Linked DNA regions of Mus musculus: region 1 is linked to region 2. A link is a contact called in public Hi-C data. All regions are on one chromosome and are shown on one strand. The core of a region is the stretch at or near the end of the contact, and the rest is flanking DNA. Distances in the headings are between cores, read along the strand shown.

Evidence for each region. A called contact is a pair of places that touch in the nucleus more often than the background predicts.
Region 1: a contact with region 2 is called in a Hi-C map of the N1E-115 cell line, with 3 times the contacts expected there. The contact joins two enhancer-like sites.

Annotation. Positions count from the first base shown.
Region 1 is chr9:56,725,946-56,730,714 of GRCm38.p6, forward strand. It overlaps a transcript of Lingo1 not described here. Among named protein-coding and RNA genes, the nearest start is that of Gm31586, 69 kb to the right of the region's middle. Within about 2 kb of position 2,541, at least 22 of the 459 cell types and tissues checked have an H3K27ac peak or open chromatin away from gene starts, as enhancers often do. A contact at or near this core is called in the N1E-115 cell line, where this site is marked.
Region 2 is chr9:56,263,442-56,268,895 of GRCm38.p6, forward strand. The region is part of intron 3 of Peak1 (pseudopodium-enriched atypical kinase 1); the gene reads right to left. Peak1os (a long non-coding RNA gene) reads left to right here. Exons shown (of 6, transcript XR_003948326.1): 5 at 3,133-4,112. Among named protein-coding and RNA genes, the nearest start is that of Peak1os, 25 kb to the left of the region's middle. Within about 2 kb of position 2,915, at least 93 of the 459 cell types and tissues checked have an H3K27ac peak or open chromatin away from gene starts, as enhancers often do. A contact at or near this core is called in the N1E-115 cell line, where this site is marked.

The DNA of each region.
Region 1 (4,769 bases), core at 1,291-3,790, 460 kb after region 2:
GGCTCCTAGTTAGAGAGCACCCAGAGTCTGGAGCCTGGAAGTGCCATACGAGCTATACTGTGCTCCTCCACAAGGGGGCACACCCTCTCCAGATGACTAGGAGCCCCAAAGAAGTTTGCCTGGAGGGTTCCAACTCTGTTTCAAACATTACCTACTGGGTGGTGGGAATTCTGCTTCCTTGTGTAATGCACTTCATTAGGCACATTCCCTAAGAGTAGGTCAAAGCATATACCCACTCCAGATTTTTCTAATTGTTGCCAAATGCCCTCCAAACACGTATTTTGGCTGACATGTTATTTAATTCCCCATGACAGCTTTTACTCAAGATTAGTTCCAGCCAGGTTCACGTCTTTAATCCCAGCACTTGGGAGGAAGAGGCAGGTAGATCTCTGTGAGTTCAAGGCCAGCCTGGTCTATACAGTGAGTTCCAGAACAGCCCTGGCTACACAGGGAGAGTCTTAGTCACTGAGATCTAGTGGCATCTGAGGTGACATCTCCTTTTTGCAGAAAGAAAAAAAAAAATCAAAAGCCTAAGAATCAGAGAGATTAAGCCCAAGGTCCAGTCTAGCACAGTATCATGGCAGGAAGTGTTAGCTGGAGGAAAAGAGGGAGGGAGGAAGGGAGGGAGGGAGGGAGGGAGGGAGGGAGGGAGGGAGGGAGGGAGGGAAAAGATGCTCAGCTCTCAGCTCTTTCTGTCTTCAGTGCCGTCCTGACTAGTATATCGAAGCGCTCTCGGGAGCCAGGCTCCGATCCCCTCCACTCCACAAGATGATCATAACAGATGTTCAGAAAGCCGTTTGGTCAGACCAATGGTCATGCTCTATGCCCTGGTCCGCAAGATTTGGACGGTATCCGATGAGCTGATGGCTTCTCCCACATGTAGACACTTATCTCTGGCCTCCCAGGACTACTCTCCTCTGGTCACTCTCACTCCAAACATCAGAGGTCAGTGTTCACAGGCCCTCTTCCCTCTCCTGACCCCTCACTCCTTGGTTGGTTTTCTCGGGTCTGGGATTTTGACACAGTTGCCTCTGGCTCCCTCGTGCTAGCCCCGGTCTCCTGAGCACAGCTACAGAACTAGAAGCCGATTTGTCATTGCCCTCCTAGAAGCCCCGTCCAACACAGAACTTCATTTTTAACCCTAAAGTACATCTCCCTCCATCTTGACTCCTCTTTACCCCACACCCACACCCAAACCATCACCAGCCACTGACATTGTTCCTAAAACACATCCAGTCCCTGAGGACTCAGCTCCCACTCTGTCCCACTCTGCTCTCACCCTGCTGGAATTGGGCAACTCTTATGGACAACAATTCAAAGCCCACGGCAGACTCAGGACATGCTGCGGCTGCCTGTATCAGCAACCCATCATAACGCCTTCAGGGCTTGCCCCACTCTCAGAACCCCCTTCCAATCACTGTGGCCTCTGGCCATTGTTAGGTGGGCTAGCCTCAGGCTGTAGACATCTTACTCCTGGTGCAAAGCTCCTCCCTCCCCTCAGCCCGCAAGTATAGTGCCTGGGCATACTAACCACTCACCTTCACACCTTCACAGCATTTATATTGCACCTGTCCTTGCCCTGCTTGGGTATGTGTGTCCCTGTCCCTTGTCTGTCTCTTTCTCAATGCAGACCACAGATACCTTGTTCGCCTCTGAACTTCTGTGTGAACTGTGTGCTGCCAAGTGAATCCTCAGAAACTTGTTTGTTGAGTGAATAAATAAATTAGTGGAGCCAGCTATCAGCGACTTAACTCTCTGAAGGAAAAGTCTCCCGTGGGAAGCAGGAAGGCACCCTCATCAGGGCAGGACCCCGAGCACAGGCTGTTCTGTGACAGTGGGGGACTGACAGGTACCAGTGGGGCTTGCAGCATCTCTGGGATGCCACGCTCAGCAGCCCCAACCAAGGGGCACGTGGGGCTTTCACACCTGCCAACCCACCCCACTCGGGAGGGAGCCCTGGGGCAGCCAGCAGCTGAGAGAGGCTGGCAGGGGGCCAGCATGCCTGCCAACAGCTGGCGCTGCTGCCAGGCAGCCGGGTAATCGTGTTAGCCAGCGGAAATTGGTCCAGGGAGTTTTTTTCCTTCGCCTCCCATTTTCCTTCTCTTCCCTTCCCCCTTGGAGCTGCAAGACTCATAAGATTGATCTTCGCCTGAAACGGAGGAGATAACTCGATATAATGAACTCCACTGTCCCTCTTGCTGTTTGGAGCTTTTAAAAAATTTAACAGGGTTGGGGACAAAGGGGGAAACACTGTTCTCAGGGGCTCTCTGAAAGCCCCCAGCCCTGCTCTAGGCCCCTCCCCCAACCTGGCTTCTGCCTCCTTTCCCTCCCTGCTCCCCTGGGATGCCTTCATGGAACAAGGTTAAAAATATCCCCTTTCTCTTGCAGGTTTGAAACATAATTTTGGTGAGGTCAGGACTGGGCCCACCAATGGTCCTGCTTCCCACAGCCCCCAGCTCATGGCTGGCTCCACTCCCCAGGGTCACCAGCCTGCCTGGGGTGTGTGTGTGACAAGTTGGCTCAGTCCATTGCTCTTCAGCAGGCCAACCACCCACTGGGGTTCTGGCAGCTGTGTGGCTTTTGTTCCTGCAAACAGCTCTTTAAAGAGCTGCCTAATGACACAAAGGAGCCTGGCTCACTGCACCCGGGCACCGTGCACACCTCACTGGGCAGCTCTCAGTCCTACCTCTTTTTGCTTGGTGTCCTACTCAGTTTCACATAGCTGTTTAGTGAGCATCTACTCTGTGCCAAGCACTAGGCTGGAGGCTGAGACCACCAAACCCTGAGTCTCCTGACCTAAAGAACCTTATAAAGCCTGGTGACAGAGGCAATCATCTGTCAGTGGTCATACAGGTAGAGAACATATTGGAAAGAGCTTTACGGGAAAGGCCAGGGAGCCCCCAGGGTATGGCAGCGATCAAGGAAGGCCTTCCGTAGAAAGTGTCCTTCTAGTGAGAGCCAAAGGACAATGAGACTACCAGGCCGGAAAGGAGCAAGGATGTTATGGGGAGCATGCTACTAAATGGGGTCCCTCATCTGGTGTTCTCGGCCAGCAGAAAGAGACCAGATCCACAATCTACTTAGCACCCAAGGCCCACGTGCTCTCTGTGTAGACCTCGTTAAACCCTGTGCACCTTTCAAGACACAGCTCCATGCTTGCTTGGTAGCCCTTAGCTCCAAGGATATCTCAGGTTTCCAATTCTCTGCCCTTGGACCAGCTTGATCTTTGGCCCCCTCAGATCAAAAATACAGGAAAAGCAAAGGGATGTGGGCCTAGGGAAAAAAATAACCCAAATCTCCTTCCAAGACATTCCCTGCAACCCCACAAGCAGCAGCAGGTCTGGCCACCCAGGAAGGTCTGGCCTGTTCTCTCCCTAGGGCCTCCTGCTGGCAGGAAGAAACCAGTCTGACCTTGCAGTCTGAAGGCAAGTACCTTCCCACCCCAGCTTCCCGGTGCAGCCTCCTGGGGACAGGCATCAGGGAGGCCCGAAGGTACAGGAAGCTCAGGCTACTCTGCTTCCAGAAGCAGGCACTTGGGCCTCCATGCAGACCTGAAAAATTTACCAAGACCTCAGCAGAATCAGAGGCCATAGGGGCTCCAAGGAGCCCTGGGTTCAGAGGAAGGAAGCTGGCTGGTGAGGCAGAGACAGGGAGAGGTTTGGGCCCTAAATCAGGCAGAAGGGGCTGTGGTACAGGGGTGACTGACTGGTCCAAGGAGAAGGTTTGCTCCAGCTAGCCAACCTTGCTGAAGCCCCCATGCCAGCCCGGAGAGGCCAAAGGTGCTGCAAGCATGAGGGGGCTGGACATACTTTTAGAAGCCTCTGAACTGGGAGCAGACCCAGCCCTGCCCACAACAGCCTTCTACAGCCGATGTGCAAAGAGGCAGACAGTAAGCCTTACAGAGTGCTGTGGGGGGAGGGGCTCCCTGCCCTCCCGGAGCCTCTCTGAGATAGGCAGCTACAGCCCCCTTTACAGAGGAATAAACTGAGATCCGAGTCAGAAGAACGTCCCGAAGAGCCATGTTAGCTCATGGTGGGCATAGAACAGAACCTAGGCCTGTGTGAACATAAAACTGCTAACCACAGTAGCCAAGCAGGACAGAGAGGCCACATGGCTCCCAGCCAGAAACCCTGCAAATTCCAAACTTGTATTTAGCCCACCAGCTATGACGAGGTCACAGCATAGTCGAGGAAAACTAATTCCAAAGGATGACATGCTGTTGAAAGAGATGAGGACTTGAAGGTTTAGACTTTGGCAGAGATTGGAGTAAAGTTGGTCACCAGAGAACAAGGAACTGTCTTGGTGTTAAGTGTGGCCAGCCCTGGCACTCCCCCCATAAGGAGTTCCTTGCTGCCAGCTCATTCTCTGAACCCCATGGGTTCACAAAGGAGCCTAGGGCATGGGAATGAACTACAGGAAGCCCTTCAGAGGTACATGAGTAGGGCCAGAGCTTCCCTTGCCTATAGAAAAGAGAGAACCCACGGGAAGGTAAGAGACACGAGTGAGCCTTTAAGCTGGCCAGAGGGAACACCACAGAGCTTCCTGCACCAGCACATCCCCTAACTAGAAGGCTCCTGAAGAAGAGTCGTGGTTTGCTTTCTCCCTAAGCTCCTCCCCTCCCCTAAGCTCCTCCCCTCCCTCATAAGCTCCTCCCCTCCCCTAAGCTCCTCCCCTCCCTCATAAGCTCCTCCCCTCCCTCATAAGCTCCTCCCCTCTCTCCTTCTGCCCTCCATCATCCATCTCCAGCTCACCTTTGGCACATCTGCCCA
Region 2 (5,454 bases), core at 1,665-4,164:
CAGGAGAGAACTGTGTGCCTCTCAAGTGCTTGGGGGTATTTTCTAGGCTAGGAAGAGCATGGGGATGGTAGAGAACATGCTGGGGGTGAACCAGGGAGAAGACATAACTACCCCTTTCTCTCAGAAAAAAGGGCAAATAAAAGCTACATTCAAGGTAACGATGAGGCGGACGCCAGAAGAGCAGACAGCTATTTCCTATGCTGCTCAGGGGTACTGGGAAATGAGGGCCTATGTGTCCCAGTACACTTGGCAGAACAAGCGTAGGCTGGCCTCTCTGTGTTCTGGTGTAGCAGTGAGGATGGAATTCAGACTGGTGGGCTGGACAGCAAAGTGGCAGGACACTGGCAGATGACTCTTTGGAAAAGATTTGGGTAGGAAGAGTTAGATTCAAAAAGGACTTCTTGATTTTAATATAGGAGAAAGTAGATAATGTTGTATGGTGATAGTGGGGGGAAGACAGAGAAGAATAAGAGAGGCAGAAAAGGCAGGGAAAGAGAGCACAATTCAAATCTGAGAATGTTAAAACTGACGAAGCTCTCATTTTGTTTCTGTTGTTTGATGAACCAGGGGTTCTGAAGACCAGAAAAGAAAGTAATTCTCCTACATTTACAGTAAATGTGAGACCAGAACTGAGACTAGGGCTATACTATGTATGTTTCGTCTACAAAATGTATTTATTTGATGTATGTGTTTATGTCTGCGGAGGTCAGAGGATAACCTGCAGAAGTCAGTTTTTCTTCTCACCCATGCAGGTTCCAGTGACTGTATCAAGTTGTTAGGCTTAGCATAAGCAAATTTACCTGCTTAGCCATTTGCTGGGCCTAGCATATGTTTAAAATTGCTAATTTACTTTTGTTAGCCTTGCCCCTTTTTTGTAGTATAGTCTTCTTGAAGAAATAAAAAACCCCAATGCAAACATGGAATACAATGAATGCAGAAAAATTGTGTAAACCTATTATTCAGAATTAATTTCTACTAGCAACTTGAGGCATTTCCTTCGAGTCAGCAAGTTTTCTTTTTTAAAAACCACATCCTGTATACTAAGCATCATATGACACTGAACAGAAAAGAGGAAGACATCCTGCCTAATAGCTTGTTAACCAAGCTGACCTATTCCTCGTAAGGTACTACAGGTTTTCTTTGTAAGTAGTATGTGCTTTATTTTTCTCCAAGATTAATAAATATGAAAAATTATTTCCATCTGAGTATGTTAGTTAAACCAAATGATGGCTTTTGAATTGATCAGCAACAACCACATTAACAAAACTGCCAAATGAGGTTCATCAAGACCAGTTAACTCACGTCATCGCTAGAAGCCAGTTTTAGTGTGGCCGTTCCTTTGAAAGGCCTGTGCACATCTGTATCTATGCTGCTTGGAACCCGGAGATGAAAGGAGCACACACCTCCAGTAAGCACCAGATGGAGCTGCTGTCTAAGCCACAAAACCTGGACTTTGATGCCTTCCGCTTTAAACACTAATTATGTTTGGAGACAAAGATGTTCAGTTAAAGATGCTGTCAAAACTATTTTAACTTAATGCAGGCCCTTAGAGAAGGAAGCTATACCCAATGCAGGTCTATCCGAGGCCGGGTCTTCTGGCTTTCCTGCCTTTGCAGAATCACTTAAGGGCAATTGATAATACCTACAGCTTTCCCTTCTCGTGCCCTCTCGTTGACAGCACTGTCCAAACAGGAAACTTGAGTCACCGAACTTAAGTTGAGACATTAAGAAATAAAAGTGTCTCCTGCAGCATGTGCATACAGACACAGCGACCTGCTCTGACACGCTCTACGAATTTGCCAGAGCAGGTCTGATAAGGAGTATCAAAATGTAATGCTTGGTTTTTTTTTTTAAAGCTCATTTGCTTATATATTCTTTATAATCTTTTATTTAAAATTTTTCATAATTTTGATCATGTTTTCCCTTTCCCCAAATTCACCCCAGACCCCTACCTACCCAACCTGATATTTTCTCCCACTCCCCCTTTCCAAAAACAAAACAAAAATGAAAATCAAATAAAACACAAAAAACTAATAAGACAAAACAAACTCTAAATAGCACCCCCTTAAAAACTCCAAGTCCCATGGAGCCTGTTTTACACTGACTTCCTTGGAGTGTGGTTGATACATCCCAAAACACTCTGCTGGAGAAAACTGATTTCCCTTTCCTAGCCAGTATCAACTGCAAATAGCATCTTAGTTAGGGGTGAGACTTGCGTCCACTTCCTGTCATCGCTGGGATGACTCAAAGGAAACAGTGTCCAGACACAGCAGGACTGATACACATTTGAACTTACAGAGACCAGCACATGAGACCAGCGCAGGCTCAAACCAAACCACATTCTTAGAACCCTAAAGCAAATCCTACAGATGAAATGGTTGATGGGAAATTTTAATGGCTGAAGCTGCCTCCAGAAGCTAGCCAGGATTTACCCCATGATCTAAAATTCTATTTCATAACTTCCAGGATGAAACCCCTCGAGCTATAGATAGAGCTATTCTAGAGTAGCTGATTTCATCTTGAGTCATGAAGGCCTTCTGAGAACCTACTGCTGCTCTTTGCTCTCTGCTGCTCAACAATGGCTATAATTAGTGTGCTTCTTGCCCAACTGTTTCAAGTAGATTTGACACAAAACAACCAATTCTCCCTGGATTTCAATCTTGGACTAAACTGTCAGCATCTGCGCTTGCTAAGAGGGATGCAGTTCCTGTCCTTAAAGAGGGACTGGGTAGGGGGTCTATTAAACTCCTCACACAGTACTCCTTAAAGGTAACCAAAGGAAAGCCCGACCATCATAAAGGAGTATGGGAATAGACTGCTAAGGTCCTCCCCCAATACTTTGACTCCTGAAGGCCATTAGCTCTCCCCATAAAATCTGCCTCATTTCCACAGTGGCAGAGCCAAGAATCCTCACTGCTGTCCACAGGCTTTTAAGGACACACTTGGAGGCGCTAGGCCACATGGCATCCCACAGTAGCCAGTCTCTATGATTCCAACGTCAAATTTATAAAGCAAGGTTTTCATTAGGATTTGTAATGGAATTTGTGATTCACTTATATATTTTTTTAAAAAGCAAAGGAAAATGTGACAAATATCCCACGTCATTGTTCCCAACTTTTCCTTTTTCCACAGTGAAAAATGCTGACCTGACATGCCAAGACCTTCAGTACATGACTAAAAGGGTAGAGAGGAAGTGGAAGCAAAGCTGCAGGAAGATGCTTGCAGGAGATAAAAGACAGTTTCACTGTGGATCACAAATAGAAACTCTATGAGAAGGCTCTTCTGGAGATAGCATGATGATGATGATGACGACGGCTACGGTGATAATAATAATATCACTTTCCTGGCTACAAGAATAGGCAAACTCTTAAGATATGATGTTCTATTAATTCAAGAACAGAGCAAAGCAAAGCATGCTTAATTTGCATATCTTAAAGCTCTATTACATGACAGAAGCAGCCCATTCACTTTTAGCTGTTCACAATTCTGTTCAGGGGTTACCTCTGTGATGACTTTTCCTTCTGATTCCCTAAATACCACTATTATTATATCGCATCATACTGTAAAATACAAGTCCTGTGAAGACAGAACTGTGCTATGTCCTCTTCTTATTTGCATCAATGGACTGCTGAGAAAAAACTAGACCCTGAAGAGAGCAGACTGAACAAATTCTACTAAGTCCTAGACATAGGGTCACTTTGCCCATGAAGACTCACAATTTTCAAAAGACCCTGGGACATATATGATACCATTGGTGCTGCTCTTAGAGTGAAGAAACTGGGATTTGTCCAAGGCCACACAGAGCCTGTGAAGGCCAGAGCCAGGGTGAGTGAATGCACCACGTGTATATACAAATGGTACAGGGTGAGCGAATGTACCACGAGTATGTATAAATGGTACAGTTCAGCTCAGGCATGGACGACAGAGAAGACATGTTGTGTACATCAAAAGAAAAGAAATGAGGAGAAGAGAGATGAAGGAACTAAGAAGCAGAGGAAAGGGAAACTGGGAAGAAAAAAGTTCATTATTCTACGAAGAGAAACCGGACTTGTATGATTTTAGCAATGCAACCATTTCTGGAGACTTCACTATCTAGTGTAACCTGTACTTTGGTAAGTGATATTATATTTTCAACTACACTAAAATTTTCCTCCTTTAGCTACAGCAAAGTAAACAATCTATTCTGTAAAACATTTATAATTTAAACCTTTAAAGAAGAAAATGGCAAATTAGTCAACGTCTGAATTACACACTACTTTGAGAAGTATAGATTGATTGCTTCAAGAAAATACTGCAATGTAACAAGTTTTAATTAAAATTATACTGAAAGAGTATTTCCTAAACTGGGATCCAGGGTGTAGTTTTCAAGGGTCTGTGAGTTCTCAAAATAGGTCAGTATTGATCTAAAGTCTCTGTCTAAGACAAGTTAACAGGGACGCGAGGGATGGATGGCTCAGAGGGTAAACTGCTTGTTGTGTGAGCATGTGGGCCTGGGCTCAGATCTCCAGCACCCACATATAAGGCAGGGCTAGCAGCATGTGCATGTGACCTCAGCACTGATTGAACAGGCTGATGGCTGGAGCTTGCTGGCTAGGCAGCCTAGCTGAAACAACAAGCACAGTGAGAGACCTTAACTCAAAAGCACACACACACACACACACACACACACACACACACACACACACACACACACACACACAATGGCAAACAAGAGACGGTCACACCTGCAGTCAATTTCAGGCATCTATACGCACACCAAGGAGCACACTCGCCTTCATACACATGAGCATATCCACACTTATACTACACATACCCTCACACAAATACATTAACATAAACATATGCTGAGCTGTTATTACAAAATGGCCACTTATAACTAATAAGCACTATTTCTAGTCTGCGTGTACATTTGTGTTTATAGTCTGAGCTGGCAACAACCACACTATTAATATAAGAAATAATGAAGGGACAAACAGGCTCAATTCTTATGGAAATGATTCAGGATTTCCAAGTGAAGACGGAAATGACACCATGATATAAGCCGTATTTACTGTGCTTTACAATGTGGGATTTCCAGTATGTTAGAAAGGGGTTGGAGAGATGGCTCAGAGGTTAAGAGAACTCGCTGCTCCCAAAGGACCCAAGATCTATCCTCAGCACCCATGTGGGACAGCGCACGACTACTTCTAGCTTCAGCTGGCCTGCAGGGACACCTATACCCGACATTGTGTATGCTTATATAGGTATAAACACATGAACAGAAATAAAATAGGCCTTGAGAAAGGAAAGATAGAAAGCTGGCATAAGACGACCACACTGGGTCTGATGCTATATACCTATAATTCTAACACTTAGGGGATAATCAAGCTCACACCAGTGACACTCCTTTAAGTGTACACTTAAACTGTAGTGGACGGTGGAAAAGGCAAAGCAAAACAACACAACAAAACTGAA